Linked DNA regions of Gossypium hirsutum: region 1 is linked to region 2. The links are chromatin contacts, called in public Hi-C maps. All regions are on one chromosome and are shown on one strand. The core of a region is the stretch at or near the end of the contact, and the rest is flanking DNA. Distances in the headings are between cores, read along the strand shown. Region 1 has its middle 29 kb from the start of LOC107898430. Region 2 holds the start of LOC107899410 (putative phosphatidylglycerol/phosphatidylinositol transfer protein DDB_G0282179).

Region 1 (5,919 bases), core at 2,507-5,006, 140 kb after region 2:
TCCCTATTAACCCACTAAAACACAACTACTTAGGATTTTACCCCAACACAACTCTTAGCCGTAATTTAAGCAAAAATATTGTCTCCACGCCATCACAGAGAATTGAACACAGGACCTCCTCACACCAACACTCCACTTATCCACCAGACCAGCAGGCCCATTCTGTTAATTTGTCAACTTTTACTTAAAAGCCTACTGACCAAAGATAGGGCTTATTCATAAAAATACCAAAATTTTCCCAAGTCCTGGCTTGAACTTGGGACCTCTCACACACCCAGAACACTTAACCACTGAAGCAGATACACAGTTGTGTCACACCTTCGCAAGAACAAAAATAAAAATTCTGGGGCGTTACATAAAATATCATCGTTGATGTCAAAAATAATAAACACATAGCAAACATAAGTAAATTAAATAACAAGAGGAAAGAGTAAACTCTAATTCAGTTCAACAGCCTTTTGGATCTTTTCTGACTAATGTGTTCCTCTATTCTGCTCGATGCTCATTTTACTAAGGCTTTCCTAAGGTGGTCGGCCAAAGGAAGGTCTTGACGAAGCCTTTGTTGGCTAAATAATGGAAGGGAGATGGACTACTATGCAAAGGAAAAGAATGGGGAAATAGAAGAGAGAATGATGAATGAGAGAATGAATGAGAGATGAGTGTTGAGGGATTAAGGGATGCTTTGAAAGGTGAAAGGTGTGTGGTATTTATAGGTGAAGATAAGGGTGAAGCTTACTAAAAATAGCATCACATCTTCCTTGATTCTCTCCTTCCTATGGCCGGCCATGATGTGTGGAAAGGAGGGTGATTTAGTTGCTTGATTTGAGCACAAGATCATGTTATATTTAGCCAGGGTTTGACGGTTTCAAAGGGTAAACTTGTGTGCTACTTTCTAACATCTTTCCAACTGTAGGGACCTTCAACAAAATATACCAGAGCTTATTTTTGTGCAGCCATTTGCTTGTGCCAAAATTGGGCTTTAATTCCTCCTTGTTGGACGGTTTCCTAGTCTAACAAATAATCAGATTTGTCCATCGTGTAGCACACTTTTACTGGGTCAACTTAACATCTTTATGACCCAGTTTTACATGGTCTTACCGTCCAAATAGAGTGGGTATGTGCCTGTCCATGCAACTTTTATATTAATCTCATCTTCCATGGTCTTACTACATAGTAAAAATTCACATATTAATAATTAACATGAAAATAATATAAATTATGCACAAAAATCATGTAATAAAGCATAATTTCACATACTTTATAAATTCATGTCCAATATTAATATTTAAGTAAAATTCACTTAATTAAATAACAGTTTCTTAATATTAACATATTTATTAAGTCAAAAGGTGGTAAAAATATATAGAAAAATCCTATATAATTTCAAGTTTACAATTTTCAAGTGCACATTGTCGAGGAGTTAATACTTGAAGAGCCGGTTGAATAAACTTTCAAGTTGTCGAGCTAACCACGTTAAATAAAAGCACTTTTTGGAAGGCAACACATACTTATTTTAATTTATTTAATTTTGAATTTTAGCTTAATTTAGGTTGAAAATAAAATAAATAATAACAAGATTATTATTTAATCCACTTTAATGTGTAATTTTCCAGGAACGTTGGTGGAGGTTATAATTTTTTCTTCTCGAAGAACGGATTTCAATCGCGTGCCCACACTTGTGCTGCCATTTTTCTTCACATAAATAAACCCAAAACCAACCCAAATAAAACCAAACCTAAAACCAACCCAAATAAAAAAAACCCAAATCCAATTCAGCCCAAATTAACTTAAAAAAGCACAAGAAATGTCCCAAATCAAAAAAAAAAAAAAAGAACCCCAGCCCCACGAAACCCACCCTAACCTTTCCCTTTCTTTCTTTCTTTTTTTTTCTTTTTCCCATTTTTATCTTTTTTCTTCTTCCCCAAATATCTTTTAACAAAACCATTCCCTTTCAACGTGCATCACCACTGCCGATCGCCGCCATCGCCATCGCTAGAGGTGCTCATGGGCCAAGCCAGGCCGGGCCGAGTTTGGTCTGGGTTCGGGCTAGGTGGCTGGGTTCAGGCCGGGCCCAAATAAAAATTTTAGCCCATTTCCTTGGGTCGAACCCTGCCCGGGCCCAAATAAAAATTTTAGCCCGCTTCCTAGGCCCGAGCCCGGCCCAGCCCAAAATATGGGCCTGAGATTTTGTCCAGGCCCAGCTCGGGGAAAAAATACGAAGCCCAAGCCCGGCCTAGCCAGGCCCCTTTTTTTTTCTTAAAACTAATTATGTTATCTATAAAAATTATGTTAGAATTGATGTAGTATTACACTCTAAGTTTTGATTCTTAATAAATAATGAACCTGTTGCCCACCATTTACTATTGTTTTTTTAACAACTTTATAGAAAATAAAAGCAAATCGTAAAGAGGAAGCAGCAAAAGAAAGAAAGAAATTAACCTAGAAGTAGTTCAAGACAAATTAGAGCTTTTAAGCAGAAGAAGAAGCAAGCAAATTCATCCAAAATTGCTTTAACTCAAATTGATTTAATAAAAGCCATAAAAGGGATGAAAACAATATTGCAAACAAGATTTGCAGAAATCAAGCATGGTCGCCAGCTCCAAAACTCAATATCAAATTCAAAAGGTGATCAAAAACGGTCATAAGGTGAACTAGTCCAAATCCTAGTACTTGCACATATCATGATGTCAAGAACTTTACTTGAATTATTTTGAAAAACTAACAGAAATAAACTTGCAAAAATTTCAAACTCAGTAAAAGGAATTCCAAAATCCCACAAAGATAGAAGCAATTAATACATCTGAAAGTAACCTACTAAACTCAACGGTAATGACGAAGGGAAAGGGTGTTGTTTCTCTTCCAGGTAGCCCTTCGAGACGGCCGATTCTTGTGGTGCAAGTGACCCTTTCCATGCAGACCCCTATTTTTCTTACCTGCAGATGTGAGTCCTCAAAGTTCCCTGTGCTTGTGAATGGTATTGCAGATCCAGTTAATTCTCAGGTCGTTGCGGATTCCATTGTGTGCAACATCAACAAGGATAACCTCAAAGTACTTGTAAGTAGAATCCTACAAAGATCAGATCATGCACAAAGCAATGAGGGCAATGGAATCATCCAGTAAATGGAGAAATCAGAACATTTAGAAACTATTACAAACCTCGTTGATCCAGTATGAGTTAACAACTCTGAGACCTCCTAATTTTCGACCAGCTCGCTCCTCTGCAACAGACCGCTTGTTGTGCTGGAACTTCAATTGGGTAACACCCTGGTTTGTGGGCTTACCATAGACAATATACCTTTGGGAACAGGCCTCTTTCGACCACTCCTTCTAACTCGAACATGATAAACTACATAACCCTATAAAAATACACATTTACTTTATTTGGGAAAATTTATGTCAAATTATGTATAGAGAGCCTTACTATTCCCTTATACCATTTAGCTCAAAGCATTCATATCTAACACCCATGTCCGACACTAGACAAGCGCTTAGGGATACCATACTCTAAACATCTTCCAAATATATGAATAAGATTAGACAAACTAAAATACCCAAACCTTTGGCCCAAAATCAAGTATTAAGGTATAGCAAATGGCATTTGCAAACAATTAATTTTTTAATTTAAAGAACATAAGTTGATTAAATTTTGAGAGAAAGCCCTAAGCAAATCAAGATCCAGAGCTATGTTTTTTTGAATGAAACGGAATTTGACATTACCTGTTTGCCTTGTAACCCAAGCGCCGAGCCTTATCAGGACGAGTAGGGTGGTTGACCCTAACAATGGCTGGATGCTGACGGTATTCCCAGCACCTCACCCTCTGTTAAAACCTCATCACATCCGATTGCTTCTTCCTCTATAGCTCCGACACGTACTTGTAAGCCCTTACATTCAATCATCCTACATAAATCACCAGAACAATTAAAATAATTAAGGCTTTTTTTTTACGTAAAGAAATCACTATACACTTTAATGGTCCTGTTTTTAAGCCATAAAAGTCCATATATTTTATGAATCTACAAAATACTTTCTTTAAAAATCTGAGGAAAAAAACCTATTAAAACGAGCTCAAACAAAGATAATAACCAAAGAAAAAATAAAAAATCTCACATGATATTTAACTTATTTGAAACACGTTAAGAATAAAATTGGTATCAACCCCTTAATAGAAATGTGACAAAAAATTAAGAGAAACATAGAAGAAAATGATTCATAGAAAAGGAAAGAAACAATATGTAACTATAAACAGTAAACAGAGAAATAAATTGAGCTGTAGGAGGGGAAACGGGAAATGGGTGGAGTCGTGGAGGACCGGAGGTGGATCGATGGAGGACTGGAGGTGGATTGGTGCCGGAGGTGAAGGTTGAGAAAAAAATGGATGAGGGCAGTCCGGCACTAGGGATTTGTGGAAGAGGGGAAACGGGGAAATGGCCTGGGGAAGAAAAAGAAATGTTTTAAAAAATAAAAATATATATATTATATCCGGGCCGAGCCCGGCCAAAAAAATTTTGCCCGAGGCCCGGCCCGTTTTTTAAGCAGACCTCGTTTTTTGCCCAAGCCCATATTTTGGGCCTATATTTTTACCCGAACCCTCGCATATTTCGGGCGGACGTCGGGCCGGGCCGGGCCCCCCGGCCCATGATCACCTCTAGCCATCGCCAAACGTCGATTAATCTTCTTTCTTCTTTTCTCGCACCACCGCACCAAGCCAACACCAAACGGTGTCGATTCATGAACACCATCGCTCGTTTCTTTTCTCTCCACCGTCGTTTACTTTTCATTTTCTCCATCATAACTACCACACCTTTGTACCCCACAAAATCGCTACCTTCTTATCACCAAACACCCTCGATTCTTCAAACATAAACTCTGAAAATAGACACCGACCTTCCAAAAACCAAACCCCCACTCCTTTCCTCCATAAACGCCCACCAACATGACCCACATCGCCACTATCCAAAAGCTGTGAGCCACCATCGGCCGTCATTGCCCGCTGTCATGAGTAGACTATAAGGGCATTGTCATTTGTTCCTCTAAACCAAATAGTAACCATGGTTCACACTAAGAACCAAGCGGCCAACGGATTCCTGGTTTCTCTTAATCACGATCGAAACTGATTTTTGGTGTCTCTAATCATCGATTTAGATAATGAAGACTCGGAACGATCTCCACCCCCTACAAGGCAAACTGCCACACCTATTAGGAATCGTCACTGATGAAGCCCAACTCTGATCAAGATCAAACGCTCTCACAATAGTCCTGCTACTTCCGAAAGGTTGATTCCTAACTTACAACATACTTTTCCTTTACTATCGTACTATACAGGTTGCTCAAACGTGGCCGGAACTTCTAATGACCATGGCGAATGTCCATCGAATAGAAACGAGCACATTACTGAGCGTCGAACACAATCATCCACCACTTGAACACATCAACCACCACTTGATGAACCAATAACACCTCCACATAGCAGTAGTGAAGCTACAGAATATTCGAGTACCCCACCTTGCTCGCCTGAAGAAAATGTTCGACCACCCCGAGACAGTCAACGTAATAGGCAAGGCCGTACCTACACTATACCGACAGAAGCACAACTTCAAGGGTCCCTAAACATTGCAACTAGAGAGCACCGTGCAAGATTCAACGACATTCGACAACGTCCACTCCAAGTCTATAAGAAAATTTCTCTTTACACCCTTGATATGCTTAATATACATGATGTTGTATTGAACTATTTCGATGTTATTGGGTGGAAATAATTTACAAATATTTCATGTGTGGCATATTATAACAAGTCTATGAGTTCTATGCAACGTTTAGCTTCAATATTAATGCATTTCGAACTGTTGAAACTCGAGATGTTGTCTGTTTTCGATTACTTGGTAATGATTTTAAGATTTCGATTTCAGATTTTAACATCG
Region 2 (6,446 bases), core at 146-2,645:
CAATCCTTTGCTTTTGTTTTTCCTTTACTCTGAAAGGAAAAGAAAAACCTTTTCCCTCTTTCTTTATGTGTGTGCGCGTATATATATATGCATATATATTCCTTTCAACTCAAAATACCTAAACATAAAGCACACTCAACCAGAACTAGACAAAAAGGTTCGACAGAGCGTTTTAATTCTTCTGCTTATGCTAGAATATTGGTGCAAACAAAAATTAAAAAGAACATCCAACCGTTCAGCAACTATTAATCAACATAAGTTTCAGACTTACAGGAGGAGTATATCCGGGCAAAACTTGTGAGTGAGAAACCACAAAATCACCAGTTGACACAGGGCAAGATGTCTCATCACAAAGGTCATGAGTCTCACTGTGAATGTGCCATCCAAAATACGCAACCTCGATCACCAGTTTCCCCCCATCGATAGCTGCACCTGTACATCATTATAAAAAACAACGCCCACCTTCAATCACAAGCTTAAAGCACTACACACTTCGGTCGCATGTTACAACAAGCCTCATCAATCATCATATACCGACACAAAGCTACCATCTAATTAACAATTACATTATTTGAAAAACATAGATAAGTTACCTGTTGTTGCTGCGATACTGAAGGTAGCAGGCTGACCCCTGGCGATCGGGTTAGGCGAAATTTCAACACCTTGAACCTTTACATCATACTCACCTTGCTTATCTGCATTTGTATTATTATTATTATTTAGATTCAAAGACTAAAAATTTACATCCTAATATTGAGAGCTAATTTCATAAAATAAAAATAAAAACATCATTAATTTTCCTCGGTAAACAAATAATAGAATTTTCATCGATTAATAAAATAAAAACAATTTAATTAAAAAAAAAACAGCGAACCTAGGGCTTAGAGAAACTAACCACAATATTGAACGTCGGTGGCGACTGCCAAGGGAACAACTAGAATCAACGAGAGGAGCAAGAGGTGTGCGGTGAACCGGTTGTACTGGATCATCTCCATCTGGTTTCGATTTTACAGAAAATTAAAGTTCAGATATGTATATAAATCTCAGTTTGCAGAGATTTTGAGGATTGATTTGGTCTTAGGGCAGAGAGAAAAGTGCTGGAAATGAAGGGGGAATATATGGAGGGGAGAAGAAAGATTGAGTACAGCAGTTTGGAGAAATTGGGGGTGATCTAGGCCGTTGGTCTGTTTTGGTCAGCACGATTGACGGGGAGCGACTTGTTACTTAGACAAACCAGACTGGCAGTTGGTTGACGGTGACTGTTAGGTGAAAAGGTGTTTCTTATTATTTTTTTAATAAGAAGCGGTGTCTTTTTAGGTTTCTTCGACCAGGAGGCTTCCTTCTCTCTCTTTTTATTCTTTGGTATTTGAGTTTTATCTTTAAGGTGCATTTTGATACCCAATTTTGTTTTTCTTTCCTATTTAAGTACACCTGTATTTCATTTCCCTGCCAAAGTTGGTACTTGATACTATGCAAAACCACGTTGATATTTTTTGAATATTTGTCCATGTATTGTCATAATCCGAATTTTTTTTAAATCTAAAAAAAAATATTTCTAATATTCATAAATTTTATAAATAAAAATTAAAAATATTAAATAAGTGTTAAAAATATTTTTATAAAGTTTTATAAAGAATCAAAAAAGGAAAATTTTATAATTTTTTATACAAAGAACCACAAAAATATAATGTTTTATAAAAATAAAAATATTAAAAATCAAAGAAAATATAATTTTTATAAAATATTAAATCAAAATCAAAATAATAAAAATATTTATTGAGTCACATTAAAATTTATAATTTACAAAAAAATATATATTTTTAATTTTTAAATAATGATGTCATAATCATAATTGTCGAAATAAATTCGAATATCAATTTGTATATTAAAACTAAACTTAAATACCAATTGTATATTAACTCATATATTTAAATATTTTCTGATTGCATGGTAAATTTTAGTAATAAAAATAATAATTTATATTTTACCAATTTATTATATTTAAATTGTAAATATTTTTCGTCCAAAATAATAAAATAATTTCTCTTTAAGAAAAATATTGATCTAAAATTTTCAAGTTTTATACATGAGAATTCTATATTGATTTCTTTTTATGTCCTTTTCAATTTTAAAGGAACCATATCTCTTATCTGATCTCTTTAAAATAAAAGATAATCACTTTTATTTTAAAATTTATAGAACTAAAAAATTGTTTATATATAAATTAGGATAAATTATACAACAGGTCACCCCAGTATTGCTCCTTTTCTTTTTTGGTCACCTAAATATTAATCTTTTTTAATTTGATCACCAAACTAATCGAGATTATTTTTTTGGTCCATTTTCATTAAGTGTCATTAAATCTCTGACAAGAAGCTGAAGTGGCAGTTAAAAATCGGTATAATAATAAATTTAGCCCTTAAATTTTACGATTTAGTCATAATTTTAACAAATTAACCCTCAACATTTCTAAATGGTCTCAGTTTGATCTTCAAAATTTACCTTCCTCTTCCACTCCCCCTCACCACCATTATTACCTCCACCTCTAGATTTCCACATAATTTCATTGTTTCAGTCCCAAAGCAGTACCTTTTTACTAAACTAGAATTAGAGGTGTTTCACAAATTTAGAAAGAAAAAAGCCAACAATGCTACTAGTTCCGATGTAGAAAAATAAGATGTTATACCAGCTCAAGTCACTCTACTCTTCACTAAGTAACAATATCAGTAGATTCTTGAGCTTTTGCATAAAGTGCCTTCCATTGATATGGTTGTCAATTAGGTAAGTATGATTTCTAACTACAACAATGTTGAAAGCACATCTTTAGAATGAATTTTGGACACGGGAGCTACTGGTCACATGATATTTGACTTACAATGCTTAGATTATTCAATTTCTTATGATTCTAACCACAAGTTTATTCGGTTGTCGAATGGTGAGTCTATGCCTCTTTCTCATATTGGTACTTATAAATACTTTTCAACTAACCACCTCACTAATGTCTTTTATGTTAAAGTATGCCTGAAGACCAATCATGAGATGGTTGTAATTACAAACTCATTTTACATTGTTTATTAATATAAGGCAATGCTATTGTTATTTTAGTTTCTTTTCTGTGTATAAACTTATCAATAATAAAGTCCTAAGAATAATATGATTATTCTTAAAAGGTCCTTAGTCAAGTATTATTGTGGGCTTGGAAAATAATAATGCATTGAGACTAATGTGTAGTTGATTGATGACAAAGTGTTATCATTGACATAAGGATGTCAAAATCAATACATGAGTATGTGTTAAAGAACAACATACTGGACTAACCCACCATGAGTATGTTTCTTGGATTATTATGTAATAGTCACAAAATTACTCATAGTGATAAGATCTACCACAATCCATGTAGTGGGATATGATTGATCAAGATAGGATTTATCCTTCCTACATAATGGGAGTAATATCCTGGGCCACTTGATGAAGTAAGACTAGAAACGCATGGCCATGCTCAAATAAGTTAATATGAGATATCACACTTATTTGTTTATTGTAGCCTACTCAAAATATCAAGAAATATGAGATTAAACTATACAAGTGTGACTAAACCATGACTTGTGACTAAACCATGATATAAAGGATAAAAAGTTATACTACATGAAAAGTTCATCACATAAAGGTTCTGTCGAATCACGACTTATTGTAACTTAGGCAGCAATGATGCATTGCTAGATGCCATTCATTGCTTGTAACATTAGAAAGGTTCTAGTATTTCTACCAACGTTAAAAGAACTTATAGGGTGACACCCTATGATTAAAGTGAACAAACTTCACGCCAATAAAATGGGTGTATACCCTCTTACATACGATTATGGCGAATTATTATCCTTAGTGGAGAAATATCGCTTGGTAGAACAACTTGGCAAACAATATTGCCTGAAAAATAGTATCGCCAGGCGAATAAAATAACCTGGTGGATAGAATTACCTGGCCAATAGGATTTTCTGACAGATACAATTCGCAATACCTTTCCAGAGTTAATATTTATAGAAGTTAGTATTCTTTTGGAAAGAATATAATTTCAATATCTTTCATGATTTTCTCTGAAAAGTACAAAAGAATTATTTTGTATTTTATATACATGATATTATTAAAAAGAATACAATCTCGAATCATGTAGATGTGAGTAAGAAAATTGAACTAGGTCTAGCAACCAAAAGTTTAGATACTCTTTGAAAAGTTCAAAAGAGTTTTTTTGTTCGCGATTGATTGGGTGGACTACGTAGAGGCCGAGACACTTTGTTATGGCTAGGATTGACATCGTGTAAATGGTTTCAACCAACAACATTATTCATTATTTTCAGTTCTAAAAAGGTATATCTTTAGCCATATTTCAACCCGATTTGTTCCTCGTATATGGATCCGTGGTTGACGATCGCCAAAATAATTTTTCTGCTGCGCCACGGGGCATATAAGTGACCTAACATTTTATGTGCCTAATTTCACTTACACTTTGCTTTCTATTTCTAAACTTACCCGAGATATTAAATTTTATGTTTCTTTTTACCCTCATTTTTGCATTTTGCAAGATCATTACAATGGAAAGATGAAGGGGATTGGTAAGATGGTCTTTACATTTTCAACTATAGTTTGTTAATTATTCAAATCCTTCTACTCATGTTTCTTGTAATTTAGTTTTTACTTTTGTTGATACTACATCTTTGTGGCACGCTCATCTTGCTAATGTTTCATTGTCAAAACTGAGTTACATACCTTTCATTGATTGTAAACATTTGAATAAAACTCATATTATAAAATGTTCCATTTGTCCTTTAGCCAAGCAATGTTGTTTATGCTTTCTTATGAGTCATACTCAATCTAACACTACTTTTACACTTATCCATATTGACTTGTGGGGATCGTATCGAATTTCTACACATAAAGGGCATTGATTTTTTAACCATGGTAGATGATCATACAAGAATAACTTGGACATACTTACTTCGACTTAAAACTGATGCCATAGTGTGTTTGGAACAATTTCATGCTCTTCTTTAAAATCAATTTTTAGCTTATATGGAATTTATTCAAAGTGATAATGGATTTTAGTTTTTTCAGTAATAAATGTAATACTCTTTTTTGCTTCTCTTGGCATTAAGCATCAAAGTTCTTATGTCGATACTCCAGAGCAAAATAGAGTTACAGAAAGAAAGCATAAACATATTTTAGAGGTAGCAGGAGCATTGAAATTGCATTTTAAGGTTCCTCCCAAATTATAGGGTGAATTTTTTATGGTAGCTTGTTATATAGTCAATAGACTTCCCACTGAAGTCTTACATTAGAAAAATCCCTTTGAAATGTTATTGAGCAAACCTCTTAAAATATCACATTTAAAAGTGTTTGGCTACTTTTTTTATGCCACCAAACCCCACTATCATGATAAATTCTCACCCAAGGCTACTTTTGTTATTGCCAGGCCGTGTAACTTTCGAAATGCAACCTTAAAAACCTACAGGGGACACACGACCATGTCGCATGGCCGTGTGTTACATACGCCCGTATATTAGGCTATGTGGACTAGAAATAGGCAAAAAATAAGTCATTTCATTCACCCATTTCAATAATATACCTAAGTACATTTGCACGCATGATTAAGACTTTAAAACATGATCAAGGTCTGCATAAAAAGACCCATTCAAAGATCCAAAATACATCCAACCAATATGCCAATAAGGCACCTTAATCATCAAACATCAAACATATTTAAACATGTGCATACTTAATTATTCATCAACCATTCACAACTAACCTATTTCCATACCAAAACATACCACAATTGACACACATCAAACTTCATCATCACATACCAAATTGGTCATTCAAAACATACATCAACTTAGACATATCAACACCAACCATCAAGGCTTTAAAGTACCATAAGTACCACAAGTTCAAAGCAACATTTACATGCCACAACAACAATTAGACATTAAACAAAAGTTCTCCTATACATGCCATTATAACCTAGACCAAAACATCAAAATCTACCGGTATAATTGCAGGATAGTGTGAAAGATTATCGAAGAGCTTCTCAACTGAACGAGCTTTCGATTATCTATAAATCATAAGAAAGAAAACTATGTAAGCACATAATGCTTAATAAGTTCGTAAAACATAAAACATAACCTACCATTTCATTAATAAACATTAAGAATAAGCATTATAAAATCCAACCACAAGCTTGGCACAAGCCTAAGCACCACCAACAACACATGTTAGCATATTCAACATGAATCACATGACCTTAACATAGATAAGCCTTTATACGTAAACATAATTCATTTGAAATCATCAATTTTCTTAACATAGTATACTTCCAATGAAACTTACCATTACTTTACTTTTCATACATGTCATGGTTTATTTTTAAACACTTACCATTTCTTTCCTTTTCATGC

What was found. A called contact is a pair of places that touch in the nucleus more often than the background predicts.
Region 1: a contact with region 2 is called in a Hi-C map of fibers, with 2.6 times the contacts expected there. The contact joins the enhancer-like site here to the promoter of LOC107899410 in region 2. A contact is called at or near these places in 7 of 34 Hi-C or Micro-C datasets (callus, fibers, leaf and 1 more).

What each region holds. Positions count from the first base shown.
Region 1 is chrD04:32,124,370-32,130,288 of Gossypium_hirsutum_v2.1, forward strand. It overlaps the pseudogene LOC107898208. Among protein-coding and RNA genes, the nearest start is that of LOC107898430, 29 kb to the left of the region's middle. Within about 2 kb of position 3,757, at least 6 of the 9 cell types and tissues checked have an H3K27ac peak or open chromatin away from gene starts, as enhancers often do. A contact at or near this core is called in fibers, where this site is marked.
Region 2 is chrD04:31,988,404-31,994,849 of Gossypium_hirsutum_v2.1, forward strand. LOC107899410 (putative phosphatidylglycerol/phosphatidylinositol transfer protein DDB_G0282179) reads right to left here and starts at 1,396. Exons shown (of 4, transcript XM_016825115.2): 1 at 896-1,396; 2 at 594-695; 3 at 272-432. The coding sequence starts at 995.